Regions from separate parts of the Zea mays genome. Here regions 2 and 3 are each linked to region 1. A link is a contact called in public Hi-C data. All regions are on one chromosome and are shown on one strand. The core of a region is the stretch at or near the end of the contact, and the rest is flanking DNA. Distances in the headings are between cores, read along the strand shown.

Region 1 (3,328 bases), core at 485-2,984:
CTGTGTGCTGTGCTCCAGCCTCCAGGACCAGCCAGCGCCGACGTTTCTGTACGGCAAGCCTTACTAGCTCCTACTCCTCGCGGCTTGTGATTTGCCAATGTTCTTCTGTCTGCGTCGTTACCGTAACTATTAGATGCATACTCTTACTAAAGAAACGCCGACACACGTAGCAATCCACGACCTTTACCGATTAGGGACCCATTTAAAATGCAAGAAATTTTAAGAGAAACAAGAAACCAGTTTGTTTGTTTGTTTTTTATAAGATTTATGTGGATCACCGGTATTGATTTAAAACTAAACGTCTTATTATTACAGGTGTCTCAGTGTTTTGCTGGACTATTTGAATGAGTAGGAATGACTTAGTTTTTAATAATGTTTCAAGTTTTACTTATCTGCATGTTCTTTTCAGAGGTACACACTGGCTTAGATTCTGGGCTTAGCTACAAAAGGATGAAGCTGATGGAGTTTTAATAAAGAATGTATGTCGTCGTCGGGAATCGGTGGCCATGCAATTTTGTGTTAATTTTGGTTGGAGGTTTTCTAATAGGATTGCCTTGTAATCATCTCAGTGGTTTTATTAAGTTTCAAAAACCTTTAGTGTGCTAATGTGTGGCTATATGAAGAGGTATGTCCCTTCATAGAGCAGTGTGATGTAACAATTTGTGTTGGCCCTAACCTCTTTTGAGGGGAAAGCCGGAAATTTTTCTACGTTATCTAAAAATGAAAGAGGATAGAAAGTCCACATTTGGTTAGATGTTCACACTCGCGGGAGCTCTCCCTGAATGATGACCTGACCTGTATTTGACACCTATGTCGCCTTCCTCGTACCAAAGATGGTACAGGAATTTTTATCCTGTACCATCTGCAACAAATCTCTCTCTCTCTATCTCCGAGCGGAGAGCGAGAGGAGCACTCCAGCAGGCCGGCCAGATCAGCACCGTATAATACACTTTGGATTAAAGCCAAGCTATCACTAACTAGCAAAGCGAGTAAAGCAGTCCAAGATCCCTGCTGGCCAACTAGGTGGAATGATACAATGTGATGCGAGAGCACCCTTACTAGCATCAACGACACATATAATACCATTGCTTTCGCGCGCGAATAATACCACCGCTTTCGCGCGACGCAGCTTTTTTTTTTTTATCATTGCGGTTCACGCCATGTGTCATTGCTAAAGTAACGGCGGTAGCTACAGCAGCTGAGGCATGGGCGTGCAAGCGACGGCGTCGAACAGCAGCTGCGTGCCTACCACGGGACAAATCTGCCTCGTCCTCGGCTCTCCGTGCTGTATCAGTTGTTCGTCGCGGCGGCTCGCGGACCGGCCAGTCGCATTGTACTAGTCGCAGGCTCGCAGCACGCCCGGAGCAGGATGGGCGTGCCCTTCTACTGTCACGGAGCCCCCACACGTCAGTGGAATGAATTCTAACTAACAAGCGAGCCGGACCAGGCCCACTCGTCATTGTACCTCTCTGGTATTACTAGACTGACCTTTTTCTGCCCAGAAGATCGATCACATCGAGCTTTTGTTCGCAAGCAAAGAATCAGGTACCATTTTCAGCATGTGTGTTTAGTTGCCCCGGTGTGGAATATTTCCTTGCCTCCTCGACGAACAAAGCACCAACCTTCCTTCGCCTGTTTTTAGTGCATGCCGAATTTGCAAAGGCACCGCAACAAAATAAAATCTCCATTTTTCAACCAAAAGTGTGTCGATGAACCTTCTTTCCTTCGTCGGTTCATGGTTGTAATCGTGTATGAACAACCGGAATTTCTTTAGTTTATGATTGGATCTCCTTTTCTTCCGAGCGAGTGAGATCCAAAGTGGCGAAAGTCAGGGGAAGAAACAGAACAACGAAAAAAAAAGAACGGAAACAGCAAACGGAAAGCAGCCGATTGCCGCGCCACGTGTGAGCGGCACGGTTGATCTTCCCCGCCGAGGGCTAGGCAGCATTGTATGTCACTCTCGCGGGCGGAACCAAAAATGGCGGCATCCACCACTCCCCTTCCCACGCTCGCTCCCTCTATCCTCATTGTATGTTACTGTCGCCGAGGGCAGCATTGTATGTTATCGCCGTAGAAAGCCGAGGCCGCGGCCGTTCGGTTCACTTTTTTTTTTCCCCTTCTCCTTCTGCTGCACCGCCAATGCCTCCCACTACCGTCATGCTGCTACCAGCGTGCACCGTGCTGCTGCTGTGCTGCCGTCTCTCGCCGGCCGCCGCGTCGTCGCCCGGCGATGTCGGCGGAGGCGGGGCAAGGAGGCTGCTCCACCAGCCATTGTTCCCAATCGAGTGGACCCCGCCGCCATCGCCGCAGCCGGACTTCTCCTCTGACCCGGCGACGCCGGACGGACCTCCTGGCGCCTTCTTCCCTCCCACGCCACCGGTGGCCCCTGCTGGCGGCGGAGGTACGACGACGACGTCCTCGCCAACCACCGTCGCCTCCAACGTCCCGGCCGGCGCCTCGTCAGGGTCTGGTGATGGCGGCCACCACGGCGGCCCTGCCAAGGGGACCATCGTCGCGGCGGGGGCGGCCGCGACCGCGGCCATCGCGCTGCTGGCCTTCGCGTGCGCGTTCCTCATCGCGCTCCGCGCGCGCCGCCGAGGGGACTCGCAGAAGCTGCTCGGCCCCGACCGTGGGTCCGCGCGCCACCACTCGGCGCCCTCGGCCGCTGACTTCCTCTACGTCGGCACGGTGGAGCCCACCACGCCCGGCCGCCACCACGGGTCCCCCGCCGCCGATCTCATTGGGTCCCCGTACCGCAAGCTGCGCAGCGAGCGCGCGCGCCGCGACGAGCCCACCGACAACCTGAGCCCAGAGCTCCGGCCGCTCCCGCCGCTGCGCCGCGCGGCCACAATGGGCTCCTCTGACGATGCATACTACACGCCGCGCCAGCGCTCCGGGGGTTCCGGCGGCGGCGGGGTTGGCGGCGAAACCTGGAGTGAGGCCAGCGCGTCCAGCCCGCCCACCACCACCACCGCGTCCCGCCGAAGCCTCCCCAGCCTCACCAGCGACTGCTTTCCTCCGGTCACGGCTATTGCTGCGCCGACACCACCCCCTGCGCGGTCCCGTCGTACGCCCCCGCGCACGCGCTTCTCTGCTGGCTCGACCCCTGACATCAAACAGGTAATCTCGCCGTCCCCGCGATCGGTGCAACCATCCAAAGCACCACCGCCGCCACCTCCTCCACCGCCACCGCCGAAGTCTATTATGACAGCTCCAAAACCTCCTCCTCCGCCGCCGCCGCCACCAATGATTCCATCTAATACCCTCCTGAAGCCCGCGCAGCCGCCTTCCCCTTCCGAGCCGACGTCGCGGCGCCGGTTGCTCAAGC
Region 2 (3,328 bases), core at 499-2,998, 250 kb before region 1:
GGCGGTCATAATGCCGACCACCTTGCCCAGCACTTCCACGCTCATTGTGCTGTACATAGAAGCACAGGTAGTCTAACATTGTTACAAACAGTGGGCATTTGAATCAATGTGTCATAAAAGAAGTCCCACTACATCAGGAGGAATGTGTTATGTATGTACGACAAGTGGAAGAATTTTTGTATGATTTAACAATGACCTAACATTCTTTATGCAGAGACCAACCTCCACACTTCAGATGATTCTACAAAAGATGCATATGAATGTTAGAGTTGTTACTTGCAACCATTAATTAAGACAAGTATATTCATGTTAACCAAAGCTGGCAAACCATATCCATGAATCTAACTAATCTGTACACTAAAACTACATTTCATGAACTTAAATAACAGAAATGCAACGACAGGTTCAGTGGTTCACACATAATCACAAACAGAGGATAGCTAATGAATATTTGAGCTAAACATGGGTGAAAACGAACCTATAGGTACTAATTTGAGCTGATTATCTCAAATATCGGTTTCTACATTCTACATAGGATAACACAAATCCTAAAAAAATCATATGCACTCCAGAGCCTCTTAACATACGACTCAGAAGTCCTTTAACCGTGAGTCTTAAAATAAATATATAGCATTTATTCAGAATAACACAAACATGGAATACTTATAATGTTTTGGGCACATTAAATGTCTCTACTATCAACACAATATTTGTTATTAGACAACACTCGGCACAATTGCATTAGTTACCAGAGCTGTCATAACCAGGATGTTTGCAATCCAGACCACAAGCAAATAATGACCTATGGATCCACCTAATAACACTAATCTGTTAGGTACATTTTCCAGTACCGGTGAAGTTACCGAATGTGGAATACTTGCTGTTCGGCTATCTAAAATAGCAACTCCATAAAATACTATATTACTATTAGCTATCCAAAATAGTGAGCTCTGTAACATCGTGAGCACATATGTATGTAACCGTGATAGTCAAAGCACACTATTTGTAGCTATGATGAAACAATTTGTAATAGAGAGCAGAAGCTATTGGTGGTATTCCCTTTTGATATAATACACTGAGAAAAGATAAGAACCTGAAAGAAAGACCGAGGCCGCCATGCCTCACTCGACTCAGAAAATCGTTTGGTTCCCCTAGGTGATCTCTCATGCCTGGTGGAGGGGCCATTCTTCATATCACTCGCTGACTTCGACTCAGCATTCGGAGGGTCAGCGCTCTGCGCAGCATCTCTATTCCGCTTCTGATCATGGTCCACCACCTCCAAAAATTCTCCATCTCGACTTCTGTGGTGCGCCCTGTCCGATTCACGCCTCCTGTCATCTCTTCTCCTTGGGCTACCAAAAGAGATTCGAAAAATTGTATCTTGTAAGAAACTGCAGGTTCAAGAAAGAACCACCGATGCCCGCTAAAACCAGCATTCTAATCCATACTAAAACGCAGTCAGATCGGAAATCCGACGGGGGATGCAGCGGATTGGTACCTGGGATCGTCCCTCCGCGACCTGAACGAGGAGTGGGGGCGCCTCCCGTGCGAGTCGCGCCCATCGCGCCGGGACGCCTCGCGCGGCTCCCTCGTCGTCATCGCCTTCTCCCCTTTCCGTTTCAGCCTCCAAAATTTCCGGTGCTCCCGGATGGGTTAGGGTTTGTAGCTTGTGCCTGGGGAACCCGGCACCTGAGCTGAGGAAATCGGGACCAAGAATGCTCTGGGTTGGGCTGGGGCCGCGGTGACCGTGACGGTGACTCGGTCGGTCAGTCTGGTTAGCACATCTTTAAGATTCGTGCTTTATTAATATTGGTCGGACGCGGAAGAAGGTTTCACGGCGCGTCTTCGGGCACGGAGAAATCAAACGGGCGAGGCAGCACGTGCCTCCAAACCCAGAACCCTAGCCTCCACTTCCGCTCATGACAGACGCCATTGCCATGGAGACGGCTGCCGCGACCGCGAGGCCCGGCGCAGCGAGGAAGCGGCGGTGGAACCAATCGCAGCCTTGCCAAGGGGAGGGTCCGAGCGATCTCAAGTTCGCTAGACTTCGCTTCGACGGCGACGGCGGCGCCAAGGGCGCGTGGGAACACCTCGACCTCGTCCTCTCCCTCCAGAGCAAGGAGCTGTCGCTCGAAAGGTCACCCTTCTGCTTCTGTTTCGGTGAACGTTAGCTCATGTAACCCTGTGGCTAGGAATTCCGTTTATGTGATTATGCTTCCATCGTTTTAGTCGCCTCTTTTAATGGAGGATTGCGTATTACTTGTTTACTGCCATAAACAATGCACGAGATGATTTTGTTAATTCAGTGTGAATAGGATTTTATAAGAGATACAATTTTGTTGTTAGCATTTTTAGCTTGGCTTTATATTTGTTGATTTTGCACAATAATCGCATTGATGTATGCCAAATAGTACTTTCTCTTTTTACTTTCTAGGATGATAGAAGCAGTAAGATGGACAAATTTGACATATTATGTTCATGATTAGTACCTTATGTAATTTTTCTGATTCATACAGAAGCACTGAAGCTGGAGTATTTTGTGGAATCCTGTTTAGATCAACCTTATTCTAATCTTCTCACTTGTAATCTACATCTTCACAACGGCATGTTTATTTGTGCAGAAAGATTGAGCTAGCGGTCGAATTTCTAACCACACTGCCAAATAACTCAAGCTGCAGCATTCAGCTATTGCGGCTGGTGTCATTTATTGGAAACTGGTTGCAGTCTATCTTAAATTTTCCTGAGAATAGTAAAAAGATTCTACATATTTTTGATCCAGCATTGGATAGTAGATGCTGGGCAATTTTGAGAGTGTGTGTTGAAAAGAAACCATCCATTTCAATATCTCTGAACTTACTTAAATCCCTTAGTCGAGTTGCAAGTCATGGTTTGGGCAGAGTTGATAGCAACACATCATGTCCTGACAATGAATCTATTGAGCTCTTTGAACAAGTGTTTGACTGCATGTCATTGCTTTTCTCTTCCAATACAAGAGCTTTCTTCAACGCTGGTGTGGATTTATGGGCCTCTTGTGCCATTGAGGTTGTCAATCTTGCTCAGAAGGTGTCAGCTAAAAAGGACAATTTTTGCCCTGTTCTTCAGAAGCTTGCAAATTGCCTCCTCGGGCAATTCGCATGCTTCCTGAGATTTTATGCAAATCCGAAGAATATTTTCCATGCTTTTGTTGATAAGGTTCTTGGGCCATTGTTGGAATTGTTAGTTTTACTTAATTCACAAGCACATTCCAGTGAACACAAGCAGACAGGAACAATGTTGAAAATTGTTGAAGATGTTTTTTCAAATGGACTGTTTCATCCCCAACATCTTA
Region 3 (3,328 bases), core at 513-3,012, 200 kb before region 1:
TCTTGTTTATATGAAAACGGTGGGCCACGTTACGCATAACCAGAAATTTCTTGTGTATGCTCCTGCGCTTGATGAAGGCGCTCTGATAAGTGGAGAAAATCGATTCATATGAGACTACAGCCCCAAAGCCAATGTTTTGGAAATGAGCTTTATGAAGGAATGGATTAGGCTTATCGGTCTAAAGTCCCCCACTTCTTTGGCTCCCTCTTTTTTTGGGGATGAGGATAACATTAGAAGTGTTGATGAGCAACAAGCTGCCACAACGAAGAGCGTGGAAAGCATTGGCCGCCTCGAGGACATCGCCTTTTATTATGTTCCAGCATGTCTTAAAAAATAACCTTGTGAAGCCATCAGGTCCCGGAACTTTGTCAGAGGGCAACAAATCAATGGCCCTTTTGATATCCTATTCAGAAAACCGGACATCCAAAGATAGAGGTCATGACACCGTAACCCGAGTGTCGTCTAGTTGAAGTCTATTTTTGGGGCGAGCGGACAACACAATAACTTTTTGAAATAGGATTGCACTTTCGCGGCCTTGTCTTCATGTGTTTCCATCCATTTCCATTTGTATCTTCTAGACACTGTATGAAATTTTTTCGACGCCTAGATGTGATCCTCCGATGGAAAAATCTAGTGGTGGCGTCCCCAAACTTTATCATATTTAGACGGACAGCCTGTTTTCTCCGCGCGTGTTCAATATCCGCAAGGCCGAGTATTCTCTTTTTAAGTTTGCACCTTAGAATCTCTTCTCCCAGGGAGAGAGTACTCATCTCCCGTGCTATATCAAATCTATGAATTACCTCTAAAGCCATATGAAGTTAAATCATAGCATCCGAAATAATGCCAAAGCTCCATTGTCTAAGAGTCTTTGCTGTAGTCTACAGCTTGTAGTAGAGCCTATGGAAAGGTTCCTGATGCGTGCAGTAAGCGCATCAGGCCCTCATCACCACCTCTACGAATCCTGGAAGCACGAATCAAAAATTCTCGAATCTAAAAAAGCGCATACGCCGTGGGCCACTTTGATAGCATGCAGGTATACACGGTTTCAGTTTGAACATGCAGGTCGCCACTTGCAGTTTGAACATGTAGGCTTTATAATTTTAAAAGACAACATATATATGGATATGGAGTGTGTATGCACACTTACCAAGTGTGCTTTTAATTCTATTATGTATATACATTTATTAATAGGTTGCACTTATACTACTGTATAATAAAGTATGTTACGTTTAGAGAGTCGTTTTTGGTATCAATATCCCTTAAAATGCACTCTTCTTGTTGGAAGCTTTTGTCTCGGCCTACAGCGCCGCGGAAGGGGGTAAAAGAATAGAATATATGTTGGCAGATGGTTATGTCTATGCTAATCTACAAGTGCCCGACACATATAGCCAGGCAAGGCCAGGCTCGAGTAGTCGAGTAGAGTACACGGAGTAGGCGAGCGCCTATAAATAAACTCATTCGAGAAGCGTGCCGATATTGTTCGCGAAGTTTCTTACTATGTATGGTGGTGTTTGGTTACATGGTGGTGTTTGGTTACTAGGTAGTCCCTCCATTTTATTCCACTTTAGTATATAAATTGCAAAATATGGAAACTATAACTCTATTTTAGTTTTCATATTTGACAATTTAGTGACTAAAGTGGAATAAATTGGAGGGACTAAAAATTAGTCTCTAAAACCAAACCTTTTTGCCATTTTGGTGCGGAACATATAGGAGCATGCGGCACGGATTGTGCTATGGCAGGTACCCGACCCACCGCATTTCTTATCCGCTGCTGGGGTGTGGGTGCGCCTCGTCGTCGGCGACCTTTCTCACACCCAGCGGAGACGACCCATTCCGATTGGCGGAGGGAGCTCTCGTCCAATGGGTCGCGGGCTCGCGGCGCCATGGGATTCACGCATCCCGCCGCCGGGCGTGCGTGGGGCAAAATCAGCTCAGCTAATTGGGTAAAGCGACCGCTTTTTCCGGTGTGTTGTGTGTGCGTGGCTTGGCTTTGGCTTTGGCTCGAGTCCGTTCCATCACAGCAACTTGCCACTTGCTGCCAGTAAACAACACAAAGGCGTTCACCACCGGCTGGAGATGCCCTGCCAATAGCGAGGAGAGCCCCTACTGGGTTTGGTTCATACCCGTGTTATCCACTACAGAATCCCAGCTCGATCGGCACGAGCCGACTGGTCGCTACACTTGCCGACTTGCGTAGGGAGGAGTCCTCTTCCAGTTGTCTTGCCCTGCCACAGCCCACAGGAGATTCACTGGGCTGTTTGCGATGGCAGAGTTAGCCACGGCAACGTACAAAACCAGCTCTTGCTAAGGGGAAAAATCACAAAATTATTGTTGCGTCTCCCTTTTACTACTGTTTGCTGCTGCTGTGGTGGTCTGGATAATTGGGCATCTAAACGAAGGCTTGTGTTCCTCGCTGGCACAACCGAGAACTCATCGTCATCCAATCTGCAGCACCAAACCTTACCCAGGACCAGGAGTAGGAGAGAGAGAGATGGAGGAATAAAGCAGGGGGGGCACGCAGCGCACGGAGGGAGAGCCGGAGGGAGATCAAAAGGAAGGAGGCAAAGCTTTGCTTCTGAGAGAGGGAGAGCCGGAGAGCGAAGAGAAGCAGGCCAACCCACCCCCACCCCTGCACTGCACACACAATCCCCCCATGGCCTCTGCTCCAGCTGCTGCTATATAAGCGCGACCCGGACGGCTCTGCTTCCCCAGTAGTCCTCTCCTCTCCTCCCATCCATGCTTCGGTCCACGCACCCACCCAGCCCCACCAGCGGCAGCTCCGCGGCGCCGGCGTCCAGCTCCGACGCCGCGGCGATGGTCGGGGGCGGCGCGGCGGCGGGCAGCGGCGGCGCACCGAGCGGCGCCAAGCTGCTGCAGATCCTCAACGTGCGGGTCGTGGGCAGCGGCGACCGCGTGGTGGTGCTGTCCCACGGGTTCGGCACGGACCAGTCGGCGTGGAGCCGCGTGCTCCCCTACCTCACCCGCGACCACCGCGTGGTGCTCTACGACCTCGTCTGCGCCGGCAGCGTCAACCCGGAGCACTTCGACTTCCGCCGCTACGACACGCTCGACTCGTACGTCGACGACCTCCTCGCCATCCTCGACGCGCTCCGCATCGCGCGCTGCGCCTTCGTCGGCCACTCCGTCTCCGCCATGATCGGCATCCTCGCCTCCATCCGCCGCCCCGAGCTCTTCGCCAAGCTCGTACTCATCGGCGCGTCGCCCAGGTATGCCGCCGTATGCGTATGAATATGATGCCGACCGAATCCATCCATCCATCCCGATTCGATCAACCCAACCTCTGGAAGCAATTTGAGTTTGTTTT

The links. A called contact is a pair of places that touch in the nucleus more often than the background predicts.
Region 2: a Hi-C map of endosperm shows a contact between it and region 1, with 2.6 times the contacts expected there. The contact joins the promoter of LOC100283482 here to the promoter of LOC103632209 in region 1. A contact is called at or near these places in 7 of 25 Hi-C or Micro-C datasets (bundle sheath, ear, endosperm and 2 more).
Region 3: a Hi-C map of tassel shows a contact between it and region 1, with 3 times the contacts expected there. The contact joins the promoter of LOC100284268 here to the promoter of LOC103632209 in region 1. A contact is called at or near these places in 2 of 25 Hi-C or Micro-C datasets (endosperm and tassel).

The regions. Positions count from the first base shown.
Region 1 is chr1:22,447,560-22,450,887 of Zm-B73-REFERENCE-NAM-5.0, reverse strand. It overlaps LOC103632209 (formin-like protein 8), which reads left to right and starts at 1,734. Exons shown (of 4, transcript XM_008654033.4): 1 at 1,734-3,328. The coding sequence starts at 2,032.
Region 2 is chr1:22,697,836-22,701,163 of Zm-B73-REFERENCE-NAM-5.0, reverse strand. LOC100283482 (somatic embryogenesis related protein) reads right to left here and starts at 1,748. Exons shown (of 4, transcript NM_001156382.2): 1 at 1,499-1,748; 2 at 1,094-1,352; 3 at 1-49. The coding sequence starts at 1,599. LOC100381737 (urb2) reads left to right here and starts at 1,395. Exons shown (of 12, transcript XM_008645309.3): 1 at 1,395-2,137; 2 at 2,622-3,328. The coding sequence starts at 1,920.
Region 3 is chr1:22,650,119-22,653,446 of Zm-B73-REFERENCE-NAM-5.0, reverse strand. LOC100284268 reads left to right here and starts at 1,762. Exons shown (of 2, transcript NM_001370619.1): 1 at 1,762-3,230. The coding sequence starts at 2,740.